Linked DNA regions of Capra hircus: region 1 is linked to region 2. A link is a contact called in public Hi-C data. All regions are on one chromosome and are shown on one strand. Each heading gives the region's core, a stretch centred on a gene start, on an enhancer-like site or on the middle of the called end of the contact. The rest is flanking DNA. Distances are from core to core; before and after follow the strand shown. Region 1 overlaps SLC9A1 (sodium/hydrogen exchanger 1). Region 2 has its middle 30 kb from the start of FAM46B.

What was found. A called contact is a pair of places that touch in the nucleus more often than the background predicts.
Region 1: a Hi-C map of blood shows a contact between it and region 2, with 1.8 times the contacts expected there. The contact joins two enhancer-like sites. A contact is called at or near these places in 2 of 5 Hi-C or Micro-C datasets (both in blood).

What each region holds. Positions count from the first base shown.
Region 1 is chr2:9,830,788-9,837,352 of ARS1.2, reverse strand. It overlaps SLC9A1 (sodium/hydrogen exchanger 1), which reads left to right. Exons shown (of 12, transcript XM_018056627.1): 6 at 1,042-1,131; 7 at 1,588-1,658; 8 at 1,781-1,954; 9 at 2,174-2,288; 10 at 2,454-2,555; 11 at 3,998-4,070; 12 at 4,635-6,522. The coding sequence ends at 4,981. Among named protein-coding and RNA genes, the nearest start is that of SLC9A1, 49 kb to the left of the region's middle. Within about 2 kb of position 2,457, at least 2 of the 5 cell types and tissues checked have an H3K27ac peak or open chromatin away from gene starts, as enhancers often do.
Region 2 is chr2:9,786,806-9,793,804 of ARS1.2, reverse strand. No RefSeq gene overlaps it. Among named protein-coding and RNA genes, the nearest start is that of FAM46B, 30 kb to the right of the region's middle. Within about 2 kb of position 4,519, at least 1 of the 5 cell types and tissues checked has an H3K27ac peak or open chromatin away from gene starts, as enhancers often do.

The DNA.
Region 1 (6,565 bases), core at 1,208-3,707, 46 kb before region 2:
CTGTCAGTGTGAGCCTGGAAAGATTCTCCTCCCATCTCTGGGTCTCAGATCCCTATCTGTGAAGTGAGGGGACTGGACCAGCGGATCCTGAAGAGTCCTTCCAGCTGTTGGCTGTGATTTCTGTGCATTTGAACGACTCAGGCTTAGCTGAGAACCTCACCCACCCCTGGAGTCCCTGAGGGAGCCCAGCTTGAGATGATGTAAACCATTTCTCGTTATCTGACGCGTGACTTTGGGCAAGTGAGAAACACTTCATCTGTGTGTTTGCTCCATGTTTCCTGGATCATAACCCTAGACAAGCCCTCAGTGGGAAACATCATTGCCTTCTCCAGAGAGCACAGTGTAGAGCAAACCTCCTGGGGCTGGACTTGTCTTCTGTCTTTTAAAAGGAGAAGAGGTTGCCTCTTTGATCATCTTGCCCTGCTTCCATCTTCCAAAATATTTTATCACCTTATTTTGCAGTTGGTTTACTAAGTCAGTTTTTAATGAACGCAGCATTGAGGTAGGGACCTCCCTGCCTGAGTTTGAATCCGGCTTTACTACTTCTGTGAGACCTTAGGGAGTTACTTGACCTCTCTCAGTCTCAGTTTCCTCATCTGTACAATGGGGACAAGGAAGGGGTCATTGCAGGTATTGAAATGCTAATTCTAGTGAAAACACCACTGGCCCTGGCACTTGACAAGTGTGCAGTTAGATTAGCTACTGCTGTCCTTACTGGGTCCTTCTGGGTCAAAAACCTGCAAGGGGGCCAGAGCAGAGGTGGTCTTCCCTGTTAGGTGACAGTGCATTTGTGGTGGAGCTCACACTTGAACTCTGGCCCGGGCTAGCTGGCTTGTGTGTGAGTCCCTTGGCTGGATGTGAACCCCCTGGCCATGTCTTCAGGAGTAAGTGGGCTTAATATAAGCGCAGCTTGGATGTTGGGAGATTGGGGACGTCAGAGCAAAGGGCATCCCAGGCTCAGGGACCTTAGGGTGGAGGACCTCTGTGGCCTCCCGGCCAGGGTGGCAGAACTGGAGTGCCTGACACCCACCCACCCCCCAGGGCATGACCATTCGGCCCCTGGTAGACCTGCTGGCTGTGAAGAAAAAGCAAGAAACGAAGCGTTCTATCAACGAGGAGATCCACACGCAGGTACCGGCAGCTGGGCCTGGGCCCTGTGTTGCAGGAGGAGGCTTAGGGAGCTGGGGTCAGCTAGGCCTTGCATCCATGTCCTCAGGCAGCCCCTCCTCCCTCATCCAGTGCCTCCTGAGGACACCAGGTCACCCCATAGCGAGGGGTGGTGTGAGCAGCCAGGAACCTGAGGAGAGGGCGTCATGCCGTCTCTGCCTCTGCAGGAACCTGGCCCAGGTGCTGGGCACAAGTGGGTTCAGAGAAGAGGGTTCAGCTGGGCCCCAGTGGCAGAGGGCTGGAGGGGTCCACAGGGCTTCAGGATGAGTGGGGTGTGGGCGCCACCTCCTGGCTGCTTCTGGAACTACAGGGCTGGGTTGAGCAGAGCAGCACTGGGGTGGAAGGTGGGGGCCCATTCAGGAGTCTTGGTCCGGAAGGAGCCCAGTAGTAAGGCTTGACCTGGCCCTGGGCACGTTTCAGTTCCTGGACCACCTTCTGACAGGCATCGAGGACATCTGTGGCCACTACGGCCACCACCACTGGAAAGACAAGTAGGTGGCAGGCCTAGTGGGCAGGAGGGCGGGGAGGGGCCGGTAAGGGTCTCCCCCCAGGGGCCTGGGCATCTTCCCATTGCAGAAGCCAGCTTCACCCATCTCCTCCCACCTCCCACCAGGCTCAACCGGTTTAATAAGAAGTACGTGAAGAAGTGTCTGATAGCTGGTGAGCGCTCCAAGGAGCCCCAGCTCATCGCTTTCTACCACAAGATGGAGATGAAGCAGGCCATCGAGCTGGTGGAAAGTGGGGGCATGGGCAAGATCCCCTCGGCCGTCTCCACCGTCTCCATGCAGTGAGTGCTAGTGGCCAACCCCGGCCGCTTCTGCAAGCCACATGCTGACCCCTCAACACCCACCTGGAGCGGGTCCCTAGGTCATTCCACCGGGCGGGCAGATCACACTGAGGACCCAAGGCTTGGCGCACCCAACCGGATCATCCCCAGGGGACCCTTCTGTCCTGCCCCAGCCCCCAGAGTCCCAGGAATTTTCTAATCTGAGGCCTGTTATCCCAGGAACATCCACCCCAAGTCCCTGCCGGCCGAGCGCATCCTACCAGCACTGTCCAAGGACAAGGAAGAGGAGATCCGCAAAATCCTGAGAAACAACTTGCAGAAGACCAGGCAGAGGGTGAGGGGCTGCCCCTGCCCGGCCCACTTCACTTACCGCAGAGGAGCCCCCTGCCCCCGCCCCGCCCCACCCTCCTCTGCTCCACATGCCCAGAGCCTCCCCAGCCCCTCCAGGCCCAGCTTCCGGGGCCTGGTTGGGCCTGCCTGACAGCTGTTCCTCCCACAGCTGCGGTCCTACAACAGACACACGCTGGTGGCCGACCCCTACGAGGAGGCCTGGAACCAGATGCTGCTCCGGAGACAGAAGGCCAGGCAACTGGAGCAGAAGGTGTGTCTGCAGCTGGAGCCGGCTCCTGCCTTTCTCTGGAAACCTGGGCTCTTCCTCTGCCTGCATCACCACCACCCAGCCCTCTGGGAGACAGAGCCACTCCCATCTGGTGTCTTGGCCTCCTCCAGTGTTCTCGCCTGGAAAATTCCATGGACTGTAGCTCTCCTGTGTTCAGGACTGTAGCCCTCCAGGCTCCCCTGTCCATGGGGTTGCAGAGTCAGACACAACTTAGCAACTGAACACACACACACGCACCCCCCATGTGTTTCAAAGGCTGAGCCCCAGGGAAAGTTCCAGAAAGCTGCCTTCTCCACCTCTTCTCCACTCAGAGCAGCAAAGAGGCCCCCGTTCCCCACTGTGTCCTCGGGTATCAGATCTAGAAGAGTCTATCCACGTGCTCTAACCTCTCATTTTCTAGTGAGAAAACTAAGGCTCAGAGGAAAGGAAAACTAAGGCTCAGAATCAGAAAGCAAGACACACATGCCTTCATTCATTCGTTCAGGAAAATATTTGTGGAGCTCTCCCTAAGTGCCAAGCGGCAGAATTGCCTCCGTGTATCCGGTGGTGCATCAGCCCAGTCCCTCCCTTATGGAGCACACAGTGGCCCCGGGCAGAACTGGAAGTGCAAGGGGCTCTGAGCACCTCAAACAAGGAAGTGGTCAGAGTGCGCTTAGGAATGAGAGTCTTGGGGGAGGGAGTGTGGGCAGGAGAAGGGCCAGGCAGAAGGAAAGAAACTATACACAAGTTCCTGACCACAGACTGAGGGGCTCAGCTTTCAAGGAAGCTTGTTAATGGCGTTAAGGGTTTGGGCTTTCTTCCAAAGCATGGAGAAGTCATGAACGGTTCTCAGCGAGGGAAGCACGTGGAAAGGGGTGCGGGTGGATTAGGGGGGTGGCGGGGTAGGGGAGGAGCAGGCAGAATTCAAGGGACATTTAGGAGGTCAGAGTGGCAGGACTTGGTTACCAGTTTGAGGTGGGACCGAGGGAAGAGGAAAAGGAGGCAGGGGTCACAGCTGGCCTTTGATTGGGGTAGGCGGGTGGCGTGGCTGAGGGGACACCAAGGAAGGAGCAGGTTTTGAAGGAAGATAAGTAGCTGAGTTCAGCTGGAGCGTGTTGCATTGAGAATCTCGGGGGTCATCCAGGGCCCAGGTGACATTCTTGAGGTCGACTGTGGGTCTGTCCTTAGGGACAAATGAGGGCAGGAGCTAGAGGCTGGGCTGGTACCCCCATGGGAGAGGTGGGACAGTGTGGGAGTGTTCAGGGTCACCCTGGAGCTCGACAAGAGGCTGGGCCAGGCCCTCAGGACCCAGCACTGGCTCAGGCTTGCCACGGGCATGGGTGGAGAGGGCGCGGGCACCCCAGACACACAAAGAAGGGTGTGCGGCCACCGGCCCGGGGTGCCTCTGCTCACCCCCCTGCCCCCACCTGCTCTTCCTTTGTCAGATCAGCAACTACCTGACCGTGCCGGCCCACAAGCTGGACTCGCCCACCATGTCGCGGGCCCGCATCGGCTCAGGTAAGGCAGGCCATGGGGGGCCCCGCGAGGAGCCTTGAGGCTGGGCACGGGCCTCAGAGAGCCTGCAGGGAGGATGGGCTTCTCATGGGCCAAGCCGTGAACTCCTCCTATGTCAGGTGGAGTTGGGGGTTCACCAGAGGGGGGCCCCCCAGAAAAGTGGCCCTGCCGTCCTCCCCAGGGACAGAGTGCTCCACAGAGGGGCTCACGCTGAGGAGCTGGGTGCCCGCGGGGAGGCTGGAGGGGGCTGCACTGTTGGGCTCTCTGACATGTGGGGGACCAAGGCAGGCCTTCCAGGACATGGGGCTCAGGAGGGAGCCTGGCTCTTCGTTGAAGCAGGGACTCCTATGGGAGCCCCAGGGCTGAGCAGGGGAGCACAGTCCTACCTTGGAGAGCACAGTCCGAGGGGAGGAGGAACTATTGGCCTCGTAAAAGGCCCGTGCAGAGTGACTTGAAGCATACCAGGATGACCGCACTCACAGGCTGACTCTTTGCGGGCAGAGGTGGGCCACGTACTGGGAGGGCTCAGGGCCGGAAGCCAGTGTGTGCCTTGCTCTTGGTTCGCAGACCCACTGGCCTATGAGCCCAAGGCCGACTTGCCTGTGATCACCATTGACCCGGCCTCCCCGCAGTCACCTGAGTCCGTGGACCTGGTGAACGAGGAGCTGAAGGGCAAGGTCCTGGGGCTGAGCCGGGATCCGGGCAGGCTGGCCGAGGAGGAGGAGGACGATGAGGACCCCGATGGGGGCCTCACGATGCGGACCAAGGAGCCCTCGTCCCCGGGCACCGACGACGTCTTCACCCCGGCGCCGAGCGACAGCCCCAGCTCTCAGAGGATACAGCGCTGCCTCAGTGACCCAGGCCCACACCCCGAGCCTGGGGAGGGAGAGCCTTTCATCCCCAAGGGCCAGTAGCACGGAGGGGGGGCCAGCGGGTGGTGCCCTCCCACCACGGACTCTCCTACCAGAGCCAGGGCTGCTCGCGGGGCGGTGGAGGGTGGGGGGTGTTCCCCTCATCCTTCCCAACCTGGACTGGCCCCAGCCCCCCCCACCGCATGGCAGCTGGGCCCACAGCCCCCACCGCAGCACGGCTTCCCCCTGCCTCCCGGGAAGCGCCCTCCCTCCCGCCAGAACTGCCTTCCTGATCCATCCTTCGGAGGCGGACCTGCCTGGCTGTGAGGCAAACCCTGCCCCCTCCCGAGCCAAGCTCTCTCCCTACCCTGACCAGGGCCTCTGAGTCCCCTAGACCTCTGCGGGCTCCCTCCCATTCCGTCACCCTACTCATTCAAGTCAATCTAAGTTTCTAACCAAAGAGCCTCTGGCTCAGCCTTGGTCCCTCCTGGGAAGGGAAGGAGCCGGGGCCTCCATTAACAGGGAAGAGACTAGGGGACCAGGCGTTGGACTTGGGGAGGGGTTGGGGACCGTGGCCATACCGTCCCCCCGCCGGCTCTCACCCTGGCCACCTCACTTGACCTGTCCTTACTCAGAGCTGCAGGCTGAGGGCACCTCTGAGCTCTGTCTGGAGCTGGGACTCAGCTTCTCCAAACTGGGCTCCAGCAGGGACCACTGGGCCCTTCAGGGGCTGCTGATCGGAGCTCCAGAGAGTGCTGCCTTTTTATCTGTTTTGTTTATTCACACTTCCATGTACGATTCTATTTGCACAGAGGGCATTCCTGTTTTTAAAACATTTTTGAAACCCCTGCCTGAACAGAACTCCTGCCATCCTACTCCAGAGCATCACTCATCCGCATACGTGCCTGTCTGCCCAACACTTCCCCAAATCAGTCCTCTGTCCACAGGGCTCTGATTTCAGAAATGACCTCACCACCCCCCACCCCCAACACACACACACACACACACACACACACACACACGGACGCCCCAATGGTGACTTTCTCTAACTCATAGATGCTGGGCCTCCTGGGACCTTCCTTCTCTTGGGCCTGGCCCTCAGCTCCTGCTGGCCTGTTCTCTCTCCTCCCGCTCCCCGCCCCCATTGGCCCCTGGAACCTCTCTTGTAAGCACTGCACTCAGCTTGCTGTAGAGCCCTGTCCTTGGGAGGGGGGCAGGGTGTCCCCTGAGCATCTCCCACTGGCCGGGGCTGGTGGGTGAGCGGAGCCCTGGCCCCAGAGGCCTTTGCTCACAGAAATACAGGCCTACTCCCGAGGCTGCCATGGGCCCGGCCCAGGCCTGGTGATCTCTGTCCTTCTCTCTAGGGTACTCCTTTCCCCAGGATCGTGCAATAGTCAGAGCATCCCCCTGCCCAGTGGACTGGGCAGAGGGTGCTCATCTCCCCCTCCTCTCCATGAAAGTGCTGTTTTGGGCAGGAGTCCCCATGCAAGGGTGACGTTGACAACCGTGTTCAAAGCCACCACAGCTGCTGCCGCTCTGCCGCCTGTACAGAAGAAACCGAATCTTTTTCATATTCTAATAAATCCGTGTGAGTTTTTGATAGAGTTGAGGGCTGCTTCCTGGGTGCCAGGGACTTGGGGGAGGAAG
Region 2 (6,999 bases), core at 3,270-5,769:
GATTGAAGGCGGGAGGAGAGGGGGATGACAGAGGATGAGACGGTTGGATGGCATCACTGATTCAATGGACATGAGTTTGAGTAAACTCTGGGAGTTGGCGATGGACAGGGAGGCCTGGCGTGCTGCAGTCCATGGGGTTACAAAGAGTCGGACACGACTGAGTGACTGAACTGAACTGATCCTAGCAATAGTGAGAGACATACCTTTTCTTCTCCTGAGGTAAGTCCAAGGATCCTAGAGAAGCTACCAGTCCAAAGGAGGCCACCCCAGTTAGTTTCTCCTGGTAGAAAAAGAACTAGAAAATCTAGCCAAGACCACTGAGGGGACCCATTTCTCAGCTGCACAGCCTTCACCCAACCAGAAGTTCTAGCAGTTTCTCAGAGCATATCAGAGAAAATGAAATCTTACTTTTCCAAACTCCAGGGACCCTTCCTGGAGGAACAACTCAGGAATGTCCCAACTTGTTAGAGTTACGAAGACTAGAACATTGTACAAGTTGTCCTGTACCAGCAAGCTGAGTCAGGCTGAATGCTTCTTGGGAAAGAAGGGAGACTCAAGGTTGTACTAATAGTGAGGAGACTGTTCTTGGCCTGTCGGGGCTCGCCATTTCCAGGGAAAGGTAAGTCTCTGAGGCTTCATGGTTCCTCTTCCCTTTCCCGCCTTCTGCTTCTCCACACGCTTCTCACCCGCCTCCTCTGCCTCGTTCCCACCATATCTGGCGGCCTGTAGGCCCAAGGGGCTCAGAGACCAGGCCTTTCCCCTCAGGATCCACTTCCCAAGTAGTCCCACTCTTTTCTTCAAAGATTCCTCTTTCAGGAAATTCCTGAGGGGCTTGACAACAGCGTGGGGTGACCTGTCAGGCAGATGTTACAGTCACTCTGTGGGAGAGGGGACCCTCACCCTCACTCACTCCCTCCTGCCATGATGGGAGGAAGACTTTCTTCCATAGCGTTGGGCCCTGCGTACAGGGCAGGACCCTCCTGGAAACCACTTCCCAGTGCCCAGTGGGACAGACGCGCCCTCTGGTGGCCCCACACCATAGCTCCCACCACCACTCGTGGCCCAGAGCAGACTTGAATACCGCAAAGGCCTTCAGCTGCCCACCTCCATCCCTGAGCTTGCTGCCTCTACCCCAGAGTGGAGGGGTCTCAGCTGAGGAGAGAAGTGAGGTCACTCCAGAGCTCCTTTCTGCTGAGTTGGGATGGCATTGAGTTTGTAGTCATCCCCATTACATTTTGAAGAACTTTCATGACCCTTGGGAAGGGCTGAGGTGGTGACATTTATGCTGCAGGCCTCTGTGAGTGTGAGCTTCCAGGGAAATGGTGAGGTCTAGGGCGGCATCTCAGCCATTCTTGGGCCTCAGTGGTTGGGGGCACAGCCTTTCTGCACAGTCAGGATGGCCCCAGAATTCAAGTCTGCTTTCTCACCTGAAAGATGGGAGTGGTAAGGTCTTAAAAGCAGATTACAGAAGTAAAGCTTTTATTCAACCTCTGACGAGGTGAGTTTTCCAACGGAAGTGGGCGCAGGCGTAGGCAGGGCTGGGGTACAGTAAAGAGATTCTGATTTTTTTCAGAATATCAGATGGCTCTGAATCCTGGCAGCAAAGCCAGGCAAGCAAAGACAAGGACTGATTCTCTGGAGAATCTCAGGAACATCATTTGTGGGGCTGACTTCAGGTTTGTTGAATGACTGAGTCAGTGAATGAATGACTTCACAGGAAGCTAACTCAGAACCGGCCCTGTGGAATTCTCAAGACAAGAAACCTGACTGCCCAAAGCCAGCAGAGGTTGAAAACTGGGAAGCCAGCCCCCAGCTCCCAGTCGCAGAATTCACTTTGGTGTTGCTGATAATTTGCCTCAGCGCCACCTGCTGGCGGGCACTGACTGGCCAACTCCTGTTAGAGCTAGAAATTGGTCACCTGGATCCCCAGGGGGATGGATCCTTCCAAGGGTTAGTCAAGAAAACATACAAAGTTTGGAAAAGGCAAAAGAGATTCTTGGATGTCCTTTCAAAGCAACTGTCCTCTAATGATAAGCTCATCCTTAGGGGTGTATGCTCTTCATTGCCTTTGACTGACTTTATAACTCTGCAGGGACAGAAGTAAATTGTAGAAAACAGGTAATAATGCAAATGATTCCTGCCCATGGCAAGCAAATGATTCCTATTTATAACCACGCAAAGGAATTCAGTCCAGTAGAGAACATTCTCATTTAAACTACTTTTAACACCTTGCTGGGTCCTTGTCAGTTAGAGTTAAAGAAAATCTTTGACACACATTAATTTTGTGTGTGTGTATGAGGTCATGATTTTACCTTCTCAGAAATTACGCTTTATTAGATCTTCGGTTCTCGAGGAATCTACAAAGCCTCTCAGACCTTCCTTTCCATCATGCCCCCAACCTGTTCAGGTGGCACCAGCAACAGCATCCTCTGGGTCCCCACTGCACCCAGCACTGACTTCAAGGACAAGCTGCCCTGTGCTTCCCTGCCAGTCTCTCCCTCAAGACTGCCAGTGCCCAGGGGCAGGAGCTGGGGGTGATTCTCACTGGATCTGCAGAGTTCGGTAGAGACTGTTGAATGAATTTATGAATATACTTAGTGTGGGCCACAACCCCTGTTGATGAGGGAGCCCGAGATACTGCAAGCCAGAAGGGCAATTTATGCACTTAGCCAAACACTTCTCAGCCTCAGTTTCCACATCAGTGCAATGAGAATAAATTTACCGCGTGCTGAAAATACAGATGGGAAGGAAGTCTTAAGTAACTCCCGCATGTTTTCCTTTGCCTCTATTGGTTTCTATTCGGACCTCCCACCCCACCCCCAGAATACTAAGAAAAGGAACAGGGTCATTTCCTCTGGCTCCCCACCCTGCAAGGCCTACGGGAAGTGTTCAGTTAAGTATGCCCCACCCCCGACAGCCCAGCCCGGTTAATGAATGAGAAAGGGAAGCGGAAATGGCTTGAGGGGCCAGAGTGCCCATCATCTGGCAGTCGAGGATCATGGCCAACATAGAAGCAGCCTTGGGCTTGGGCTGGGAGGGGAGGGGAGCCGGGTAGTGAGGGGTGAGGTGGTGGACTGCTTACCTGAACAGAGAAACCCAAGAGAAAATCCAAAGGGAGAGAGAGGCTGGAAGAGGCTCCATGTCCAGACCCCAGCCTCAACTCATCCTAAGCCACAGGAGCCCACCTGCCTCTCTGGCCAGCTACTCCGCTAAACAGCTACATCTGCTAAAGGGGAAAAAAAAAAATTTTTTTTTTTTTTTTAACTGACAACCAAATAACTGGGATTCGGGCGCCACCGCGTGGTCATTTGTGAAACTGCCTGCCCAGGTGATCCAAAGGCAGAGGGAGGCCGACCAGCATTCCTCTAACTTTCCTGCCCTCCATCCTCTTCCTCGTCTTCTCCCTCCTATTTATTGAGCACTAGCTTCATGGGAAATAGATGGGAAACAGTGGAAACAGTGGGGGATTTTATTTTTGGGGGCTCCAAAATCACTGCGCTCCAAAATCACTGCAGATGGTGACTGCAGCCATGAATAAAAGACTCTTACTCCTTGGAAGGAAATTTATGACCAACCTAGACAGCATATTCAAAAGCAGAGACATTACTTTGCCAACAAAGGTCCGTCTAGTCAAGGCTATGGTTTTTCCAGTGGTCATGTATGGATGTGAGAGTTGGACTGTGAAGAAAGCTGAGCGCCGAAGAATTGATGCTTTTGAACTGTGGTGTTGGAGAAGACTCTTGAGAGTCCCTTGGACTGCAAGGAGACCCAACCAGTTCATCCTAAAGGAGATCAGTCCTGGGTCTTCATTGTAAGGACTGATGCTGAAGCTGAAACTCCAATACTTTGGCCACCTCATGCAGAGAATTGACTCATTGGGAAAGACCGTGATGCTGGGAGGGATTGGGGGCAGGAGGAGAAGGGGACAACAGAGGATGAGATGGCTGGATGGCATCACCGACTCGATGGACATGAGTTTGGGTGAGCTCCGGGAGTTGGTGATGGATAGGGAGGCCTGGCGTGCTGCGATTCATGGGGTCGCAAAGAGTCAGACACGACTGAGCAACTGAACTGAACTGAACTGGGGTGGTCAAAATCTCTCCCTTGGAGGGTTTGGAGGAGTTTGGAGGAGCTTGGAGGGCTACAGTCCATAGAGTCACAACTGAAGTGACTTAGCATGCGCACACAGCACTGATGCTGAGTCTCCAGAGCTCAAAACTGATTTCAGAACACAGGCTAGGTGCTCAATAAACATTTATGAATGAAGTCATAAATCAATGAATGAAGATCTTTAAAAACCCGAAAATTTATCCCTGCCCTCAAGGCGCTGGTAGCCTGGTGCGGAAAACAGATCAGTAAAGGGCAGAAGTGGTTCCTTCCGCCTCTACCCGCACCCCACCTCCCACCTCCCCTCACCCCTCAGAGCTTTGCCAGAAGGATACACAGGCGCTTCAGGACCCAGAGGAGGCACCTAACCTCATCCCGCCCTGAAGCGCTGAGAAGGATGACCAGCAGAGCCGAGGCCCATAAAGGAGGGGCGGGGAGAGGCCCTCCCGGCAGAGGCCCCAGCTCTTGAGAGGGTCTGCGCGGTGTGCAGTTCAAATTCTAAGCCTTGAGGAGGAACATAAAGGGAGAAAGAGAGGTCTGCAGGGTATTCATCAAGATTTGCCGTTAAAACAAATCCTCCCCTTAACTATGCCTCAGATTTCTCATCCACAAAATGGGAATAAGATGAGGAGGGAATGAGAGGCGAAGGCTGGCACACCGTAACCCTTGATGTTGTTCAGTTGTGTCTGATGACCCCATGGACTGCAGCTCGCCAGGCCTCTCTGTCCATCACCAACTCCCGGAGCTCACTCAAACCCATGTCCGTGGAGTCAGTGATGCCATCCAGCCATCTCACCCTCTGTCGTCCCCTTCTCCCGCCCTCAGTCTTTCCCAGTGTCAGGGTGCTTTCCCATGAGTCCCGCTTCACATCAGGAGGCCAAAGTATTGGAGCTTCAGCTTCAGCATCAGACCTTCCAACGAATATTCATCCATTCCTTTGATTTCCTTTAGGATGGACTGGTTGGATCTCCTTGTAGACCAAGGGACTCTCAAGAGTCTTCTCCAACACCACAGTTCAAAAGCATCAATTCTTCAGCGCTCAGCTTTAGGACTCTCTGATGGGTTACCCACACCAGATGCACTTTGGGGGGTTGGCCACCGGGGGACAGTAAGTAGGTTCCCAGAGGCCCCTGGGGAATGACCTAAGACTGGAGCTGCAGGGGATAACATTCCCCATCTGGTTTAAATCAGTGTCTCTCAGATGACAGCACTGAGAGATCCCCTGGGGTCCAAACATCCAACTCCCATGAGATAGAAGAGATTCGTCCTCTAATTCATGGGCACTAGGTCAAGGAACTGGGTTGGGCCTCACAGTTCAGTGCCGTTCAGTTCTGTCGCTCAGTTGTGTCCGACTCTTTGCCTCACAGAGGGGACATCAAATAGAGTCCTTTGATGTAACCAGTAATTCATTCCTGTTTATTAAGTCCCTGCTATGGTCCAGCCCTAGGGACGCTGTAGACAATAAACCAAGATAGAGTGGGGGTGGGGCGGGAGGTGGCGCGATGTTGAACAACGCTTTTAGGGAGAAGAATAAAGATGAAATAGGGAGTGTGGGGATGGTTTGCAGTTTTAAATAGGATGGTGCAGGAAGGCCTCCTGAGAAGGGCCCTTTGCATAGAGACCGGAAGATATGATGGAAAATCCATGGCAATTTCTGAGGAATGAGGGGAACAGCAAGGACAAATGCCCTGGGGGCAAGATTGCGCCTGCCTTGATTCAAGGAGCTCCAGAGAAGCCAAAAAGGGGCTGAGTGCAAGGAGGAGGGGCCCAGATGGAGCTGGGCCTAGGAGGCCGCTGAGATGCCCAAAAGAGGATATAATATGCAGTGACAAAGGTACACGGTGGGAAAGAAGCACAGGCCGCTCATTAGGCAAATCCAAACTTGTGTCTCATCACCCACCCACACCTCCTGCAGTGCACTGTGGATTAATATTTTCTATAAATCCTGTAATTATCTTGTGAATAGCACAATTATTTTGCATTGTATCCTCTATGTTGAAAGCATTCATTTGTTAAATGTAAACATTTAAAATAGACCATGTATTATGGAGCCTTTTTTACTTTTTTATTTAATAAACTGGAAGTCTCACAGTTAGAAGCAGAGGGAGTTTTTTTTGCCCTCCAAGAGTCCCACGGAAGCGGATCTACACTCACACCCTCACATACTCACACTCACTCACCCACAGTGCCCAGCCAGCACGTCACTGTTGTGTCTTCCACTACCTCAGCACCAGCCCTTGACTATGTACAGAGCATGTCCTCGTTCATGGGCCTTCAACTATGACATGGGCAGGGATTAATATGTCCACTTTACAGATAGATAAGCTGAAGCTCTGAAAGGTGCCTGGAGCACAGAGTCTGGAGAAGGATAAGGCAAGATGGGACTGGTGAAGACTTAAACGTATAAGGCAAGGAGATCGAACCAGTCCATCCTAAAGGAGATCAGTCTTGGGTGTTCATTGGAAGGACTGATGCCGAATCTCCAGTACTTTGGCCACCTGACGGGAAGAGCTGACTCATTTGAAAAGATGCTGATGATGGGCAAGATTGAGGGCAGGAGGAGAAGGGGATGACAGAGGATGAGATGGTTGGATGGCATCACCGACTCAATGGACATGAGTTTGGGTAAGCTCCGGGAGTTGGTGATGGACAGGGAGGCCTGTCATGGGGTCACAAAGAGTTGGACATGACTGAGCGACTGAACTGAACTGAAGGTTATGTACCCCAATATTCATAGCAGCACTATTTAAAATAGTCAAGACATGGAAGCAACCTAGATGTCCATTGACAGATCAATGGATAAAGAAGTTATGGTACATATACGCAATGGAATATTATTTAGCCATAAAAAAACGAATGAACTTGAGTCAGTGGAAGTGAGCTGGATGAACC